Regions from separate parts of the Sus scrofa genome. Here regions 2 and 3 are each linked to region 1. Evidence: chromatin contacts called from public Hi-C and HiChIP or PLAC-seq data. All regions are on one chromosome and are shown on one strand. Each heading gives the region's core, a stretch centred on a gene start, on an enhancer-like site or on the middle of the called end of the contact. The rest is flanking DNA. Distances are from core to core; before and after follow the strand shown. Region 1 overlaps MEF2C (myocyte enhancer factor 2C). Region 2 overlaps LOC102159394 (a long non-coding RNA gene). Region 3 has its middle 430 kb from the start of MEF2C.

What was found. A called contact is a pair of places that touch in the nucleus more often than the background predicts. HiChIP or PLAC-seq counts read pairs in DNA pulled down with a chosen protein or histone mark.
Region 2: a Hi-C map of skeletal muscle shows a contact between it and region 1, with 5 times the contacts expected there. The contact joins two enhancer-like sites. A contact is called at or near these places in 1 of 47 Hi-C or Micro-C datasets (skeletal muscle) and 1 of 2 datasets of contacts at active chromatin or transcription factors (skeletal muscle).
Region 3: an H3K27ac HiChIP or PLAC-seq map of skeletal muscle shows a contact between it and region 1. The contact joins two enhancer-like sites. A contact is called at or near these places in 2 of 47 Hi-C or Micro-C datasets (embryonic fibroblasts and subcutaneous adipose tissue) and 2 of 2 datasets of contacts at active chromatin or transcription factors (alveolar macrophages and skeletal muscle).

The regions. Positions count from the first base shown.
Region 1 is chr2:96,147,101-96,151,272 of Sscrofa11.1, forward strand. The region is part of intron 5 of MEF2C (myocyte enhancer factor 2C); the gene reads right to left. Among named protein-coding and RNA genes, the nearest start is that of MEF2C, 68 kb to the right of the region's middle. Within about 2 kb of position 2,716, at least 2 of the 83 cell types and tissues checked have an H3K27ac peak or open chromatin away from gene starts, as enhancers often do. A contact at or near this core is called in skeletal muscle, where this site is marked.
Region 2 is chr2:96,537,190-96,540,925 of Sscrofa11.1, forward strand. All of the region lies in intron 5 of LOC102159394 (a long non-coding RNA gene), which reads left to right. Among named protein-coding and RNA genes, the nearest start is that of MEF2C, 320 kb to the left of the region's middle. Within about 2 kb of position 1,277, at least 3 of the 83 cell types and tissues checked have an H3K27ac peak or open chromatin away from gene starts, as enhancers often do. A contact at or near this core is called in skeletal muscle, where this site is marked.
Region 3 is chr2:96,643,835-96,647,602 of Sscrofa11.1, forward strand. No RefSeq gene overlaps it. Among named protein-coding and RNA genes, the nearest start is that of MEF2C, 430 kb to the left of the region's middle. Within about 2 kb of position 1,762, at least 16 of the 83 cell types and tissues checked have an H3K27ac peak or open chromatin away from gene starts, as enhancers often do. A contact at or near this core is called in skeletal muscle, where this site is marked.

The DNA of each region.
Region 1 (4,172 bases), core at 1,466-3,965:
TTTTTTTCCTTTAATAAATCTAGATAACCTTGGTTTGGGTTAAAAATATCACTGTTACTTAATTTCATAGATAATAATAAAGCAATGCTGTTGGATCTTTATTTATGTTTTGAGTGAACTCCCAAGGTAAAACTGCAAATGAGTTCAGAATTTTTATTCACAATGATTGAAACTAACAATACTTTTAAAAGAATTCAACTATTAGACTTTTTCATATGTTGCTTAATAATTTAAAAAATAGTATACAATCATATTTCTGTATTAACAAAAATAGTTTTCTTATTTGAGAGTAACTAAATGGTATCAATCTCCTTTTAATACTGCCTTCTGAACTTGTGCTTTGTTAGACAACAAATTCTAAACCTGTTAGTCAGTCCTTTTAAATTGAATTGTTAACCACCTTACTGATATTTTAAATCATTGAGTAAGAATTGCAGAGAGGTCTATTTGGTTGATAAGAAAGTTGGTCAAGGAATTTTTGATAAGTATTCTCAAAACAAATAATTGCAAAGCAATGGGGCTAGTACAGAATAATTAAACATTGCATGACCTTTCCCTCTTCTCATTTAGTTCTATTTTATACTGTGCTAATTTTTCTTTTCCAATGCTAAATGAATTACAACAAAGTCATGTTAGTAAACTTTTATGATTATATGATCATAAAAGATTGCATGTAAATGCACTCTAAAGATTGTCATGTCTTATGCCTACTGTGAGTACTAAGTTCAGAGGTTCACAGTCATGCCCAGGGTCTTGCTGGATGGAGCCTTTTCGGTCTCTGGAAGCAAGGTCTCCTTACACAGCCATAGCTCAGTGGTTTATGCAGAGCAGTCTACTGCCACCCCAAGACTCCATTATTTAGCTGATATAAATTAAGCATTCCAGAAGTGACAAAGCTTAACAACCAAATGCATAAAATAGTAAACAACAATCAAAATAAGGAAACAGCTGTTAGTTTCTTTTTATATAAAATTTAATTTATAGTAAATGCCAATTAAAATTATTAACCAATATACATAAATATCCTTTGCCTTATTATCAAATAGCTCTGTAGATTATCAAATTCTCCTAAATTTTTAAAAAGATTTCTAAAGGGTTTTCTTTCTGTCCCTTGCTCCCCTTTTTTTTGGTCTCAAGCATGAAACAGTATATCCTTGAGCATACTGGTACTTCCTACACAATAAAGAGCAACTACATTATCAAACTGGAAACAAAGGGCACTAACAGGAAAGTGAATAATCCAACACAAGGCACTGCTGTGCTGATGATTATTTCTATTAAATCTAATGATTACAAAAACTCAACTGAACTTGATCTTATAATCATCAGTAACCATAAGATTAGCCTGTTAAAAGCTTTAATGTACGGAGATATGACAAAATGTAATTTTAAACGCAGTGACTTTTCATTTTGGCTGTTGAAAGGAAAGGATTAAATAGTGGATGAATGACTGTCAACTGAAATCTACAAATGTCACTATTACTAATGTATTATAATGACTTGCTGTATTTCCCTATACCAAGAGTACAACCCCATCCTGTTTTCTTCTTTACTACCACTTGCTTTCATCTTTGAAATTACTTCAACTTAAGTGATAAGAGGTCCATTATTTTAAGGAATTTGTGATGGTCTGAGGTACCAACCTGCAATTCATTTACTGCTATATATCAGTTCTTCAGGTTTTCCATTAAATATGTTAGAGAAGTTAATAAGACTTTATTGGTCAATAGTGCTCGGCCATTTAATCAAATAATTAATTAGCAGTTCTTTGTACACAGCATCAGAATACATTTTTTTTAATGAATTACAGGTCAAGGGTATATCTTTTTCAATTTAAAATTACATTATTTCTTTGCAGTATTCTTTTTTTACATCAACAGTATTAAAAGTTGATGTGTAGAAGATCGATTTTTCCTTAACTCAGTTAACCAAAATTTACTGAATATCTACTGCATTCTCTCTCTTATATTTTGAGCTGGGAATACAAACTGAATAAGACTAAGTTTGCCCACCGAAGGATGAGTGTACAGGAGAGAGACGTGTGCCTAGATAGTCCACTTAAAATGAAATGAGATAAATAATGTGGGGACAGGCTGCATGAGAGAATCAAGGAGAGGTGCATAGTTCCTTCTAAAAGAGTCAGGAAATTCTGAATCGTTGAACAAATTCTGAGTGATGACAAGGGAGAGCTCAATAACATGAAGCAGGAGAGTGCCAGGAATGCATACACAAAGGCAAGCAGCCTTGACACCGTTTGGAAAGTGGCAGCATCCACTCTGGAGGCAGACAGCCTGGGTTCGACTTTGGGCCATTACTTAAACTCTCTGTGCCTCAGTTCCCTCAAGTATGGAAAGGGCATAATATGAACATCTACTTTTAAGAGCTGTTACGCAAATGAATGAGTTATTTTTTTGTAAATTTCATTGTAAGAGCAATTTAAATATTTGCTATTATTAGACTTGGAGTGCAAGGGTTCTTGATGGCAGTGGCAGAAGGTAAGAAGGAGTTTAAGAGAGCAGGGATGGCCAGAGATAAGAGGCTCATGGTTAATACCGAAAGAGCTGGGAAACCGTTGCTGGATGTTATGCATCTGAATGATGACCTACAACTGGTTTGAGGTTTTGAGAAAGACTAAGGAGTCATAGGAAGGCTGCAGTGGGATGCAGTGTCAAGCTGGGAGATGAATTAGGGATCTCTGGAAATAGTTCTGGAGTGTTGCCATGAGCCTGAGCCAGGACAGTAGGATAAGAACGGGAAGAAGGGGGTAGGGTTAAGAAGCACCTTGGAGGCAAAGACTTGGTGACTTACTGGATGATGGAAAGACTGGATGGAAAAGTTTCTATACTTTATGTTCAGATGGTCTCTTGGTAGTTATAAGAACATAATACATTTCAAATGTACTTCCTTTCCTCATGAGACTATACTGTTTTTACAAGATGACTAGATTTTGAAAAAAATTATAGACTGAAAAGTATGGAACTTAAACGCAGAGTCTTGCCACCTGACCTCAGAGTTTCTATCTGAGACCTTGAATTTCAATGACAATATTCAAAATTTTGAGGGTATCTTTTGGCCATTTTGCTTTAGTTTTATTTTTTGAAAGTGTAGAGACACTCTGACTGGCCTTGTTTCCCCTGGTGTTATGTGATTCTCTGACTTCAGCACTGATGCATTCGTCTTTGACATATGATACTGGCTGGCATGAGAAAGAAGGGGAAGACGGCCGAGCCTGTGAGCAGGACGAGACAGCTAAGCTCAAGACTCAGTGGCATCTGCAACAGGTGTTCTGTGGGACCAGAGTTAGAAAGGGCTTCTTCCTCTATTTTTAAAAAGTGGAGAAGTAACTCTTTCATAACTATATGGAAAACTGTGAAAATTACATGTGGATGGCTATAGGATACAATCATCAAGATATAATGTTTATCATCACCTGAGTGGAGCCCTTGAGTGTCTTTGTTTTGATTTATTTCTATTTTTGAAGCAGAAGATTTCTCGTGCCTATGGCAAAGGTCCTGAAGGAGCTTATAAGATATTTTTTTAGTTCAATGACGCTATTGCCTACGTATGGCTAACTTTTATGCTTAGAAGATTGTGTGTCTTCTCTGTCCCCAGAGGGCCATTTAACTTAGCAGACTGTCAGGGAATTGAAAATGACAGCATAATTGAACAACAACACTTATTTTCAATACAGAATTCTAAAGTGTTCTAGCTATTAAGCAGGCCACTTTTATCAAATATGAGTAACCCATTTCCCCCAGCCCCTATTTTTTTAAGTACTTTTAATACTTTCATCAGCACTACTGGTTGTTCTCATATGAGCAGGTAAATGGATGCACTGAGATAGTGGAAAAATATCATAACATCTAAATTATTTTTCTCATCTACATTGTTTCGGTCTTTGTGACCCAATTATCAGCCCCCCATCCTTTCTAGCTGTAGTGTTTGGCAAAAACTTGAATCCAAGATACAATGGTCTAGCTTTGATCTGGTTCTGTAATTTTCAGGCTACAAACCATGGAGTATTTTGTTTTGTTTTGTTTTGTCTTTGTAGTTCCACACCTGTGGTAAACGGAAGTTCCTAGGCTAGGGGTCCAACCAGAGCTACAGCTGCTGGCCTACGCCACACCCACAGCAACATAGGATCTGAGCCGCTTCTGCAACCTACATAGCTC
Region 2 (3,736 bases), core at 27-2,526, 390 kb after region 1:
GAAATGAGCAAAATAAGGGAAGAGGATTAAGAGGTACAAACTTCCAGTTATAAAAGAAATATACAGCATAGAGCATATAGTCAATACTCTTATAATAACTTATAAAATATTGCATTGTGAGGACAGATTGGAACTTATTATGCTCATTTTGTAATGTGTGAAAATATTGAATCACTATGTTGTACACCTGAGGGTTATATAATATTGTAAGTCAATTATACATCAGTATTTTTTCTGAAAGATTCAGTGGTTTGGAGAATTACCTAGGATGGGTCTTTCTTTTATCATGTAGTGTTGATAAACATGGATTTTCCAGAAATGTCTTAACTGCATGCTATATATCAACTAAAATCTCTATAGTCTTTCATTAGATCCTTTACTAGAAGGCTGAATTTAAATACATTTCAATGTTTATAGCATTGCCTGTTGAGCTACTTAGAAGCATAGGAGCCTAGCAGTTCATAGGTTTAAATAATACTTCCTTGTGTTCAAATGTTAATTTAATGAAGGCACAAATGATGAAGATAGTATGGTAACGGGCATAGGAGGAAAGAATTCTACCTGAGATCACCGTGTTCTCTCTCTTTGAAATATATGTTGTTCTCGGAGTTCCCATCGTGGCGCAGAGGAAACGAATCTGACTGGGAACCATGAGGTTGCATGTTTGATCCCTGGCCTCACTCAGTGGGTTAAGGATCCAGCGTTGCTGTGAGTTCTGGTGTAGGTCACAGATGCGGCTCGGATCTGGAGTTGCTGTGGCTGGGGTGGCTATGGTGTAGGCCAGCAGCAACAGTTCCGATTAGACCTCTAGCCTGGGAACCTCCATATGCTGCGGGTGCTGCAGTAAAAAGACAAAAAAAAAAAAAAGACAAAAGACAAAGAAAAAAGAAACACACGTTGTTATAAATGGACACCTCCTTCAACATGTTCAAATTTGAGTGTGGATTAACCTTACATTGACAAGTTTTAACAATAAATTGAAAATAATCAAATTTTATGCATTTTTTTCTTTCCTTACATTGTAGGTAAGGACATACTAAAAGAGTGTTATCAAGACATTGCTTTTCACATACATTCATTAGGAATTCAAAGATTTGGTAGCTGATGGTGATGTTAGTGTAATTAGCAGGAAAAAAATGGAAGAAATGCATGTTGCTATAGCAATGTGTTCATCATGAGTGATCTACAGCATAAACACCCAGATTAATTTACAAGATGCTAGGTAGAAAGCTACATGGCTGACTAGGCTACTCTCAGATGCCACAGTATTTGTTTTTATTAAGTATAAACATTACAGTGGAGCTTTCAAGGTATGTGTGCTTGTCACTGTCAATCACACAGGGGTTGCATTCCCAAAGAGTTTTCAATTCACTTTAAATTTTTAACGGATGAAGGGAAACATTTTTTAGAGAATAAAAAATATATATACTAGCATAGATGACATTTTGACACTGAAACAAGCTAACAATCTCCTTGTTCATGGGCAGACTGTGTTTCTGTTTCATCTGCACACTTGCTTTTGATACCAGAGGTATGAAAGTTTTAATGTGCAAGCGGATTTAAAAATACCGAAATTGGAAGCCATGGTGTCAGGAAACCTCTTAAGAAAGCACTTGTGGATATGAGCTGGATGACATTTTAGCCCACCATAGTTTAGGTTATTACTAGAAACTCAAGACCAAAAAGGCACCCTTACCTCATTGGGCTGGGAAATGTGATATGTGGGTGTATATATAGGTATGTGTTTATGAGCAAGTCTGAAAGATACAGTTGCCAACTGGATGCTTGTTGCTGATGGTATTTTGGGGTCCTATAGCCAGACACATGGGATGGTACAAGAGACCCACATTCCTCAGCTTGGCCAGTGGGGTGGTTCTGCAGCCTTGGCACAAACATAGAGCATGTTCACGATCTGAATTCCTCATTCTCCATTGCTTAAATAGGCCAACTTCAGAACTGGGCAAATGTTAGAAGGGAATAGAATGAGGTGGAAGGTAAAGAGAGATAGTGAAGCTTAGATGATCTGGCTGCATTCCTCTACCATTGACACTGATGGCTCACAGGATAATTTGGAGGTGGATTGTATGCAACTGAAAAGATCTTCATTAATTTGTTTAGCATGTACAAATAGCAGTAAAAGCTGTAAAGAAGTTGGCTGTTGTATTTTACTCACAGTGTTGTATATGATAAGACTCAAGAAATGGAGATGGCGTGTTCTAGTGGGACACTGTGTAGAATTGTAGTGTCCAGTTGGGATGAATCTTGTGTCCCTCTGCTTCTAGATTGCTTGATATAAGACAAAGTCATTGTTCTTGGGCAGCATACAACTTGTAGGGATCCCCAGTACAGAATTCTTGATAGAATGCCAACATGTTGAGGGCAGGACTGTCAAGGACATCAGGAACAGTAGGAATTGTTCTTGTGTCTTTTCTCCAGTGTAGAAAAGGATTGGTTTTCTGGGACCAAGTCCCAACATCTGGCTAAACCATGTATATTATGAGATTTGGCCAAGGGAATTTTTAAACTTTAAGCCAGGCCTGGCATTCACCAGTACTATCCCTATGGGATTTAGCCTGAAGACTAGAGCTTGCCAAACCCAAGTTTGGACCCTACATTGCTTAGGCTGGATTGACAGCCACTCCATAGAGGAAATGAACAATAAACATTATGTCCTTTGGGGTTCCACAAAGGAAAACAATAAACCTGCATCAGTCATGGTTCCAATAAAGGATGGGTTGCTTCAGGCTATTGCCCGAATAAAGGCTGTTGCAGGCATTCAGCCCCTAAAGAGAAGAACTTTCTTTTCTTGCCCCACCCTGTTATGGAGTCAGTTGCTGGCCACCAGTGAAGCTGGTGCTAATCTAATCAGGATGTTTTGCTTTAACTTCTGGTGTGGCTTTTTGTCTGGGTTGAGAAGGAAAAAAAGGTTTTTAAAAGTGCTGCATTTCCAAGTTGTTTGTATTGGTTTAAGTGTCTCTGTTATTTTCCCAGTACATATTTCACATCAGTGAAAACTGGTTAGGCATTTAGAATTTTTATCATATTACTTAAGGTATAGAGTATAAATGCTGTTTTGCTTGGTTCAGCATAATTTTCCTAAAACAAGCAAACCAAATTGTGCACACAGTGAGAATGGGGCAGGAGTGATACTAGGTGTTTTTTGAAATTAGTGGCTTTTAAAAAATATCTCTGCACTCTGGTCTATAGATTTCACTCTGCTCTACTTTTTCTTTTTTTGTATTTTTTTTTTTTTACCAATATTGTTTATTTTCTGTATTCCCTCAGAACATATATGCTCCCTTGATTTTTTTTCAAGTGCCTAGAATTATACCCAATACATAGCAGACCTTCAGTACTTGGTGACTATATTAAGAATTTGGATATTTTTTTGCTAGGACATTTCCTTGGAGAAAATTTTAAAGTTTTTTCTCATTTGGCTTTATTCAGCTAGAAGACATGAAAAATAAAGTAGTTTTTTAAAAATTTTAAATTCTTTACAGAAGTTTTACTTCAGTAAGCTTTATATTTTTAATAACTCCCCAGTCTTACTTTATCTGAAAATTACTAGTGAGCAAAGATAAGAGTAGGTAGGAATATAGTATCTTCCCTCAGATATTTTATTAACTAGAAAGAATTGTTTAATGGTAATTTATGGTTTGTTTTTGTTTGAGAATTATAAAATGAAAATGTTACTAAAGAGAAATAGCATTTAAGTTAAACCATAAGATAGTTCATA
Region 3 (3,768 bases), core at 512-3,011, 500 kb after region 1:
TCTGTCTTATTTCTGCTTACCACATGACTCCCATTTTAAACTATTGCCAATTTATACAGCGCCATGAAATTTTTACTGATAATTCATCTAAAAATGATTCCTGCTTCCTTTGAAATCCCATAATATTTAATCATGTTTGGAATTTATATCCTACATTATATTGGAATTATCTGATTTTATGTTTTACACACTCATTCAATAAATATGTAATAAGTACCTACTGTGTGCCAGCAATGAGCAAGTATACCTCTGCTTTAATAGAAATTTTTATTTCTTTGGTGAAATTTATTTCCCAAAGAGTAAGTTTATATTTATGTATCTTTGCAGTTGTATCCACTTCAGAGCAAACAGGATGCCTTGAGTTTGACAGTCAATAAACAAAAATTGGTGAATATGTGAAATTATATTATTTATCCATTACATTAAAAACTTCCATATTGTTAATCTTTCCAAGCAACTATACTTCTTCCTACTTTTCTCTATATGTAACACGTCTGGATTAAAACAATAGAAGAATTTATCTTCTGAAATAAATATAAGCTGAGTTAATCTATATATGTATCTGTGTATATCTGTACATATCCAAAGGAGAAATATGGTAATAAATGAAAGTGCAATGAAATATATACATTTAAAAGGAAGGCAGTATCAGAATTATTATTTTACTTTGTCTTATGTAAGTAAATCAGGCAGAAATTCCTTCAATATTTCAGTAATCTCTGCTTTCCCCTTTATGATGTATCTATACACTGAGTGAGGCTCATTGATTCCTCCATCATGGCTGATTCCCATGAATGCCCAATAGAAAGAAAAAGAATAGAAAGGAGAAGTAGATACAACACATTTTGCTTAGGTCTGCTAGCAGATTTCCATGATGTCAGCCTAGTTTTTTTTTGTTGTTGTTGTTCTAAAGCAGAGGCTCATGGGCTTCCTTCTGTTTCTTTACATCAGTTCTCAGTCATGATTCTGAGGGTCCTCCAAATACAAAGAGTGTCAGATTACCTAGTTCTGGCTATAAAGCACATTTTTGAAGACAGGGTTTTATGTCTTTATTTTTCTTTGCAGTGGATAGGTGGTTCTAAGTTGCAGTCTGACTGAGCTCCTGAAAACAGTACTGAGAAGCTTGTCTATAAATAAGTAGTTTTGTTTACAGGAACTTACTGGGGAACTGGACTTGTACCACCTGCCATTTGGGCAGTGTTGAGAAGTAAGAGGAAGGGGTTTCAGTCCTCTCAGATAATTTAAATCAACCAATCTACCTCCCTGTAGGCTAGCTTCTCTTTATCTTTGTCTCAATCTGGATACAGACACCCTTTCTGTCATTAATGCACCTTAGAGTTATTTGACTTTTTTTTTTTTCCCGATGATACCTGGCCCTTTCATCTATAAGCTTTCTAAGAATGCATTTCCTTCACCTAATGTGTCAGCTAAAAGAGAATTAGGTAGGATGAGAACCATATGAAAATAAACTGCCTAGAATTATGAAAATAAATATCTTCAAAGTTTTATACTTATCCCCAAATCCTTAATTTAAGCCAGTTAAGAGATTTCAATTCTGTGGGCTAGTGGCAAACTGGAGTCCATATGGAGTTTCTCAATTGGTCTTCTGAGTAGGTGGGATATAAATATCATGGCAGCATTTCTGTTGTGTCCCTTCCCTGGTCAGAGATGCTATCTTTTCTCTCTGGTTGGCCCTATGCATGGTGTGTCATGACAGAAATCATTGGCGAGTTTTGTTTCATGAGGTGACGACACTTAGCTAGCAAGTGACTGAAGCCAGATGTTGTTTCCTAAGGTGTGTTTTGTAAACCTAAATGCCACCAGACGAGGGAGGATATTCTGTCTAATTTAAGGCTCACCAAAAGCTTGCTATTTATTAAGGCAAATAAGAAATGAGTAGACAAAGTTTTCTGTGCATTCTATAAAACCTGAAGTAACATGAGGTAATAGGAAGAAAGTCTAGGGAATAAAAACCTTTCATTCTCTCCAAATTTTTACCCTTCTGGCCCACACTTACCAGTGTCATAGCCCACGCTGACTCTGATGGCTGGGAACATCTGTAAGATGAAAAACTAGTACTGTATTCTGAGTCACATGTTCTATTTTTATTTTAAAGTCCTATTTAGAGCTTGGCTACTATTAGGCTTGTCCTGATTTTCCTTAGTTACTGTGATTTAGTCTGTTGATTATTTGCAAAATGCACGTTAACAATCAGAGTGGTTTAATGGATGCCTAGGGTTAGAAGAATAAAGAAATTGATAGCTTACAGGACAAAAGTTAAATAACCTTAACAAGTACAGTACATTTCTTTAATTAGGAAAAGACAGAATTTATTTTCTTTCTTAAAAGTGGAAGAGACTTGTTCTGAAACTTTCAGAGGAAGCCATCTATCAATGAAAACAACAGAAGAATTGAAGCGGAGACTTATACACTGCTCTGCTCACAGCTCTGTTTTCATTAGCAATTATAAGGAAGTAGATCCGGAAATAGAGATGCATGATACCGAGACATCAGTACAGTAACCAGTACTTTCAGACATCACCACAAAAACATACACTCAGGATTTCACAACCCTCTCACATTGGCAATGTCACAACACTGCTTCAGGCAAGGTTTTCATCTCCTTTTTGGGTAAAGCAGGGTTCCTTTTTTTCCCTCACACCAAGTCCTATAAATCACTTTTCTTGAAGGGCAAACTAAAGTTTCTTGGTTTCAAAATCATACTTGTCCTGAGGAGGAAGATCCTGCTCATGCCATTAGAAAGTCAGCTTAATGTGTTTGATTACTTTCAGAGAGTGATTGGGGCGTCATTCTCTGGCAAAGGATTTGAGTCAGTTCAAATATGGAAAGCCTTGAAAACACAATCTAAACTGTCTTATTGATAACACAATTTACATCACTCTTTACTCTGTATTTCTTGCTGTTTAAAAAGTATCTTCAGTCTCTGGTGTTAACACTGTATTCGCTAAGGTTAGCCAGTCCCGTCACATGAAAGAGCTCTTCTTGTCAATATATTCTTCTTACTTTTCTTACTGTAAAACTCTCATGAGACACCCCTCTCCTCCCGAGGTTAGTAAATACCAAGTGAAATGGAAAATGAATACATTCAGTAGTTTGAAGTAAAAAAAAAAAAAAAAAAAAAATCCTAAGACACACTCCAAACTTTCACCTTGAATATTCAGTGGGTTTTATTTTTATACTTGAATTATATGAGTAATAGCTTGAGTGCAGCCCCAGTGAAGTGAAAGGGCAAAAAAAGTGGTCATTTTTATTTCTGTCTACTAGTAGAATTTTAAAGGAAATCACCACTACGCAAGCTGCTTCTGAAATTAAAGACATTGCCTTATACATGAATGGCCAGGTTTGGAGCACTGGGCACCCACTCTGCAGCTCTGTGGAGTGGTGAAGGTCAATAAGAGGAAAAAGTCATCACGAGAGGAAAAAAAGACCCTAGAGCTACATATGACCAATTCTGGCAATAGAGCCTGAACAGTGACTCTGCAGAGTCACTGCCACAGAAGCACAGTGGTAATACTGGGATTTATTTTAGGCCAATTCCTCAATTCATGAGGAGAAAAGAAAGCCTATGAAAGGTTAAAGTGTTCCACCTCTAATTCTTACTACATAACAAGCTGCATGGTCCTCAGGAGAAATCCACTCATTGTCTTATTTATTTCCCCATTCTATTTATATGTTGGTGATAATATCAGAAAAATACTTAAAAATGTAAAGCATCATGACAATACGTATTACATAGGTGGTACTGGA